Linked DNA regions of Cricetulus griseus: region 1 is linked to region 2. The links are chromatin contacts, called in public Hi-C maps. All regions are on one chromosome and are shown on one strand. Each heading gives the region's core, a stretch centred on a gene start, on an enhancer-like site or on the middle of the called end of the contact. The rest is flanking DNA. Distances are from core to core; before and after follow the strand shown.

Region 1 (3,710 bases), core at 73-2,572, 53 kb after region 2:
CGCCCGCGGCGCCGAGCCGAGCGCTGCTCTAGACCGACCGCGCCAGCTGCGCCCGGGCGCGGGGGACGCGCGAGAGCGCGCGGGACCCGCCACGCGCCCGGCCCCCCTCCGCGCGCCGCGCGCGCGCCCGGGATGCACCCGCCCCGCGGGGGCCCAGGCGCCGGCAGGGCTCCGAGGGACTGCACGGAGCAAAGACGGGGACCCGGCGTCCACGGTCGGAGCAGGCCCGAGGCTTCCCCCAGCTCGGAAATGGTCTGCCCTGAAGGAAACGCACACGCTCCACTATTGTCTCATCAGCACAAAGTTCTGCCACACTGCGGAGAAAGTCTGGAGGCTCACGATGACTCAGACCCAGATAATTCCTCCCCTAATAGCACTGAATCACGACGTCCGCGACTAGTGGTCGCCCCTCAGCTTCAGGTCTCAGGTTGCTGCAGCCCCAGTTCCTAGAGGCTGTTTACGCGCGCGCATACCACACACAACACACACACACACCACACACACACACACACACACACACACACACACACACACACACACACACGCATCCATACGTGCAGACGTCCCTGGGATGCATGTCTAACCTTCTGAAGCACCTGGACGCTGAGCCTCGACTCCAGACTAAACGGTGTCCACCCTGCCCGCGTGTCCCCTGAACTTCCCGGGAGCGAGTCTAGGAGTCCGCATGCCGCGGGAAGAACAGGACAGCTCTGGGGCTGAGTGGAGCTCCCACTCGTTTGTCACCGTGGCTGTTTACTGGTGTCTTCAAAGTTCAAGTCATTTTGCTTTGGTTCCGAAAACTTCATTTGTGCCTCCCCCCTCCCTTTACTACTCTCCGTGGGTCGTAGTCACTGACAATATATTGAGTCTGTGAATCAAAACCTCGATTTGACGCCCCAAAGCTTTCTTGGTACTTAGCAGGGAGGGGCTGCGGGAGGGGGGAGGGGAGCGGGAGCAGAAGGAGGAGAGAGGAGGAGGGGCCGGGGAGCGCGCCCCGCGATCCGCGGTGACGTAGGCCAGGGGAGCCGTGGCCCGCGGAGGGGCACTATCTTCTCCCACCAGGCTCTTGGCCATATTGTTCGGCTGCTGCGCGTGATAACTCCGCAGTGGAGAAGCACTGGGGCCAAGACGCCGGAGTTGGCTCTGCCTAACAATCGGAGCCAAGATCCGGGCGGTTACCTTTCGCGGTGGCTTTCCCCGTTGCCCAGCCCTCTGCGCTGCTAGTGCAGCTCGGGGGCCCTCCCTGGCCACTGGTTTTGCAATAGAAACTCCTGTGCGGAGGAGCTGCAAAGGGCGGCGCTTGTACCCTGGCAGAGCTGGCAATCGGGCTGGGGCCTGGCTGAGAGTGAGATGTTTCCGTGTGTATGCGTGTGTTTCCGCCGAGGAGGGGGGAGCAGAGGGAGGAGGCCCGCGAGGAACGGCCGGCGAATCATAAAATGTAAGCCCCGTGTGATTAATGGTCGGCACTAATTTGGAAAGCAGGCATGTTAAAGGTCACGGCCAATTGTTGCTAGTTTCAGCCTGAATGCCTAAGTGGGATGTATTCCTGAACAATCACGTTTAAGTCTGATTCACACACACACACACACACACACACACACACACACACACACACACACACTCTATTGAAGTGCCCACAATTCATACCCGGTGAAAATTCACATGAAAGGCTACACTCAACTCAGCTAATGACATGAGTATAAATAGCATGTGTAGATGTTATGTGTGTATACACAATCTCCAACATAGATTCAAATATGCATAGCACAAATTTTAATTCAGGGTTTTTTGTGGGGTGGGATTAGTACTTTTAAATCGATACTGGTTCAAGTCAGTCCACGACATGTAAGAGACATCTCTCTGCCTTTTTTGCTCTAGTTTCCGACTACACGTTTCATTAATAATTTCCATGTGTTGAAAAATTGACAAGTTAGAGTAGCAAACAAAATCCTAAGTAAGAAAAAAAATCCTACATAAAATTCTATCGTTTAGATGAAGTGCCTCCTTTCTTCAGCCACTCCCATGTGATTTCACTCGGTGCTTCTGTCTGCAATAATATTGTGCTTTCAAATGGTTTTTTTTTTTTTTTTTGCACACTTCTGGGCAATACGTTTGAAATCTGAGAGTGAAATTTGATAGATGGGCAAGAGTCAGATTCTTGTGCCCATGTGACAAACCTAGAAAAAGCAGTCTGAAGGCCAGCCAGTTTGTTACTAAGTTGAAATGCGTTTTTCAGTTGTTTCTTCAAAGCCACTGTCGTTGTTTATTGTCAACATACCAGTACTAGATTGCTCTACACAAAGAACAATGGTATAAAAATGAATTCGAGAGGGTTCTCATGCTATTGGTACATCCATACTATAGCTGTTTTATATCTTCAAATATCTTTGGGGGAGAGAGAGAGAGAGAGAGAGAGAGAGAGAGAGAGAGAGAGAGAGAGATTCAAGACACCTTCTATACAAAGTACAAACCCCTGGGACTCTTTGGAGGTGCAGGGTTCCTCCTGTTCTGAAAGGTTTAAGTGAATTAGAATATTGGAGCTGAGCAAAGCGGCAGTGTTAATGGTTAACATTTGGATATTTATAATGTTAAACCGGCTGATCCTTCTGGCTGATGAAACAGGAGAGGAAGAAAGCACTAACTCCCCTCTCCTGCTGCCGAATGTGTGATTGGTTCAGTATTTGAAACTCTGTTCCTTCCAGGGATTTGATGGGGAAGGCTTGCTCCGTGATTGGGGATGTTTAGATAAGAAACATTCTTAAGGGGTTCCAGTAAAGAAGAGCTAAGAGTAAAAAGCAAACAAAAAGCACCACTCCCCTCCCCCAGAAAAGGCCTTGCCTGTCTGAGAGCCTGAAGTGAAACTCGCTGCAACAGAGCATGAAATCCGAGGCAAACTACCAGGATGTACTAGATAGGCAGACTCTAAGTATAAGGGCTGGGGGGGGGGGGACATCCACGGGACACAAACCCAAATATTAATCCTATCTCTTAGAGTTTATTAAGACTGTGTGAATTATAGTTCAGAAAGGAGGGTGGCATTATTTACCCAAGCCGAGGGCAATCTTTTGCTCTGTAAACTAAAGTGTAGAGAGGGAATGTCTAAAGACAGGAATTCAGGGGAAATGCAGTCTAAATTTGATTTACATCACTGTGGGTATTCCTAACTGTTCCATGTGAGGGATGGGGTTAAATTGTTGGGAATGAGAAACACTTCACATAGAAATGGAAATTGGACATTTGCTGCTATTTCAAAAATAGTGCCCCAATCATAACTTGGTGAGAATCTTTTGAAAAATCTTTATTTTTCATGGAGTTTAAAGGGCACAGTATTGTCTGTATTGAGAATCCAGAGGAGCCCAGGGATAGCAGCTCTGTTTAGGTATGTTGGTAGGAAGTTAGCACTCTGTCAGTCACCCCTTGGAGGGCTGTGAAGCTGTGCCTTTCTCTGTTGTAAGGGCAGTCCTCTGAAATGCTTTCCACCTACATGAATCTAAAATGCGTTGTATGGGATGTTTTCACCTTGGTTTAGACTGTCTCGGTCATCGTTCTATTTAAGGGATGGCTAACAGAAAAGAAGCAGTGTATTTCTTGCATACACGAGGGCACACATACATATACACACACAGCCACCTCTAATGGGAACTGTGCCCAGATGGCCCCATGTTTACACCAAGAGGCTTCTCACTGAGGGCAGTCTTCTCTTGTCATTT
Region 2 (4,086 bases), core at 1,488-3,987:
AGAGGCCATGAATCTGAGGAGTGAGGGAAGCACAGGACTGAGAGGACGGGAAGGAAGAGGCAAATTATGTGTAAAATTCTCAAAAAACAGAAGGAAATCAATGTTGACAGCAACAGAGGAAGACACTGGGCACTGAACTCCGGCCTCCACATGAACACACGTACAGCTACAAGCACACAGGTGCAAGCACACCCACACACCATGTGCACACACCACCATATATACACATATACAACACTACACATACATACTGTTTAAAAGGCACATATGAACAAGTTTAAGACATGGAAATACAGAGCAGGCCCAGACTGGTATAGATGAACAAAAATACCAGCAATAGTTTTCTGAACAGCAGCTTCCTCCTTTGTTACCCCATATCTGCAGTATTTTCTGCAGACGCTAGAGCAGATACAGCATAACAACAGGAGGACAGAAAGCACTGACTTCTGAGTGGTCCATCAACAAAGACATAATGAAGCGTTGCAAACCTTGCTTTGCTTTGTTTCTGGTACTCCACCTTCACCCACTGCCTAGAAAAGTGTTGTCAAGCCAGACAACAGGAAAACTCAAGACAGAAAGAGAACACCCACACCAGGGGGAACTTATGGCCAAAGATCCACTTCACATTAAGTGAACACACACGGCTGTGAGTTCTTCCAGCATAGAAGGGGGGGGTATATTACTTCACATCAAATGTCCCAGATACTCATTGGAAATCCTAAATATGAGAGATGATCAAAGAAATGTGGGCACAGGTAGTAATTCCTTCCTCAGCACAGAAGAGGGAAGGAAATACTTCCTCATGTCTTCTTACCTTCATGGGCAGGAGGCCTCACCACAGGCTTCACCTACTAAACACAAACTACTCAAAACCAGAAGTGCATTCTTACTAGAAAAAACCTAATACTGCACAGGTATTGTTACCCAAGTAGGCCCAAATGGAGACCTGATTCACATAACTAATGTATATGAATGCCAGGTAACATGACAGCAGTTGAAAACAATACCACCACCACCACCACCACCACCACCACCACCACCACCACCCATAAGCAATCTGATACTGGTGGAGGCATGGGGGGTAGCCCCTGTACTCACTGCCTGAACCTGACCTGCCTCCTCCTGGGAGAACAAGCTGCCTCAGAAACCCTGCTCTTACACCCAAATACCACATGGGATATACTTATGCCTCTCGAAGTAGTTATGTTTATCTGAACTCCAAATTTAATCAAGCATGCTGCATTTTCACTGAACAAATCTGGCAACCTCAACTTCCAAAGACAAACACATTGTCCGGATAAATGATTTCAAGCAAGGCAACTGTGTGCATTCACCACACAGCGTGGAAGCACGCAGAAGCTGATATGAACACACAATGCTGTATATAAAGAAGAAACCTGTCTAGCTGGACCTCAGTGAAGAGATCTGCTGTTTGGCCTTTACAGCACAGCAATCCTAGGATGGCTGCACAAGGTCAACAGGCTCAAGGGCAGGGGTTACACCATTTCTTCCTCCTCATCTCTAGCCTGTGGGGGACTGAAGCAAGCACTGACCATGGCCATTCTTGTCATGACTAGTGTTTCCTTGAGAAAGCTTGTCTAGGTCTGTCAGCCTCAGACATGCTCGAGACTGGCCAGCGATAACCATAGGGCACCTACCAATGGGAACACAATGCAGGATGTGGCCAACAGTTTGGACAAGTGGAGAAAGACTGACAGGACTAAGAAAGGTTGGGAACACTAGATAACAATGCGGAGAATTTAGGACCCCCCTCCACTGCTGCAGCACAGACCCTCACACCCACAGAGGGAGCCTTCATCAGCGGCACATTGACTATTGCCATAGAAACCACTGGTGCCTCTGGCTTCTTTCCTCCTTAGTCCAGCCAGGACTTTCAGACTATTTTCCTTGTGCCTGAAATGTAAAATCTCCTACCCTGCTCATCCGTCAACTTTCTGGCTCTTCTCAGCAGTCTAGGCCCATGATGCTAGTATTCCACTCAGAGTCTTCTCCTGCAGCCCTACAACACTCTGGAAAAGGCAATGCCCATTGACATTCCTTAAAGTGAGAAATTCCCACCATGTTCCTACTATTTTCAAGTTCAATGCCATGATGATCTGTAAAAGCCTGTTCTCATAAACCCTATAGTTGTCCATTCTTGGAAGCTAATGGTCCCTGTACTCTCATTTTAACTCGTTCACTCAGTATGTATCCGCATGCATGCTTGTCACAGCATGTGTGTGAAAGCCAGAGGACAGCTTACAGGAATCAGTTCTCTCCTTCCACTATGTGGGTTACAGGGACCCAACTCGGGCTGCCAGGCTCGTGGCCAGGGCCTTTACTCACTAAGCCACCTCACTGGCCCTAAACCCCTTTGTAAGTCAGAGGAAATAAAGTGAGTAGAAGTCGGACTGGAATCCTGGTCATCACATCAGGATCGTATTCTCCAACTGTCCAGTTCCTTCGTGCACTGTTCTTATGGCATTCACAGCGGACTCAATCACTGGCCAGCCAGTCCCGTGCATGGAAAACTGGATTTTATTACGATGAATGTTCTTCTGGTCTCTGGTATCAGAGCCCTACCTATATGCAGTGTTCTAGAGGAGGCAAGTTCACAGACAACAGCCCGGAATTGCCATTCACACACCACATTTCAATAACCAATTAGGCTATTAAGTGAAACCACATTAGGTTTGGAATACAGCTTAGTCATAACTGCTGAAAGTAATCATTCTAGAGCTAAAGCAAGAGCGTGAGTAACACCCAGACTTGGCATGTCTTTACATGAACATATTTGGCAGCTAACAGCCAGCCCAAATGTCTTACTAATCTGTGAAAATACTTCTTTCAAATCAATGGCTTCCCTCTGTAAATAACACAGGATACAGGGCCTGCTATAGCGGCATATTAATGCATTAATCACACACACAGAATCAAATAGAAGCCAGGAAAAAAAAGTCCTACTTTCTAGTTTTGTAATTAGTCCCTTTTTCAATCTTGATATAATACAGGGCCTCACTGCATAGCTTTGGCTGGCCTGTAACTCACTTTGTAGACCAGGCTGGCCTGAGATCCATCGACATCCACCTGTTTCTGCTTCCCAAATGCTGGGACTAAAGGTATGTGCCACCACTGGCTTGCCAATCTTTTTAATATGTAAAAACATATGTAAATTGTATAAATAAAGGGTACATCCTCCAGGTGCTCATGGAAAGTCAGCCTCAGATCAGATCCACCCCAAAACTCTAAACTTACAAATAAAAAGTTAAGAACTTGGCCTGGAGATGGGCACATAACACTTACCAAGTGAGATTTAGTGTTCCAGGATTCAAAATCCAAACCTAATAAATAATTCATAATTCACACACGAACACACACCACAACCAAACTACACACCACCAGTTCCTAAAACAAGTGAGGAACAGGGCCTGAGCCACCCTCATGAGGAGTGTCACACTCCAGAGGAGGAAGGGAGAAGGCAGGCTGGGCAAAGCCTTGTCCCTGTGCCCTTAGCTCCAGTGGGCTCAGGAGGGCTTGCCCTGGGCTCTGATGGAGATGAAGGAGCTTCTCTGAATAACACATGACATCAAGGGACAAAGTGCACATGCAGGCTCTACAATGTCTCTGCAGCAGGTGGCCCCATCCAAGAGATGAATCTACCTGACAGGAACAGGCTTTAGGCTCCTCCCAAAGGTCTAAGCCAATCGCTGTGAGGGCAGGCCATCATCAGGCATTCTCCTGATGCAACCAGGAACAGCAGTTAAAGAATGGGGCTGCAGGCTGGGAAACCAATCAGTGGGTGATGCACTAGCCATGCAAGCCTGACAGCGTAAGTTCAGGGCTCCACAGGAAAGCCAGAGGCAGTGGCTTAAGCATGTATAAGCCCAGTCTGCATAAACTGGTAGGGGTGGACGGTACCCAGGGGCAGGGGAGAACACGGCTGCATTTTAGTATCAAATAAGAACTTTATAGGAGAGTTTTCAACTGTCTATTTCTAACTAACTAAACTCCACACTCAGCACATATCCAACCCTGTGACGATCCAATGACAATACAAAGACAGGTGATCCAGGCAGGTGCCATACA

What was found. A called contact is a pair of places that touch in the nucleus more often than the background predicts.
Region 1: a contact with region 2 is called in a Hi-C map of fibroblasts, with 2.2 times the contacts expected there. The contact joins the promoter of Znf516 here to the enhancer-like site in region 2. A contact is called at or near these places in 2 of 8 Hi-C or Micro-C datasets (the CHO-K1 cell line and fibroblasts).

Annotation. Positions count from the first base shown.
Region 1 is chr2:232,701,181-232,704,890 of CriGri-PICRH-1.0, forward strand. It overlaps Znf516 (zinc finger protein 516), which reads right to left and starts at 1,323. Exons shown (of 6, transcript XM_027403708.2): 1 at 1,180-1,323.
Region 2 is chr2:232,646,789-232,650,874 of CriGri-PICRH-1.0, forward strand. The region is part of intron 2 of Znf516 (zinc finger protein 516); the gene reads right to left. Among named protein-coding and RNA genes, the nearest start is that of Znf516, 54 kb to the right of the region's middle. Within about 2 kb of position 2,738, at least 2 of the 6 cell types and tissues checked have open chromatin away from gene starts, as enhancers often do. A contact at or near this core is called in the CHO-K1 cell line and fibroblasts, where this site is marked.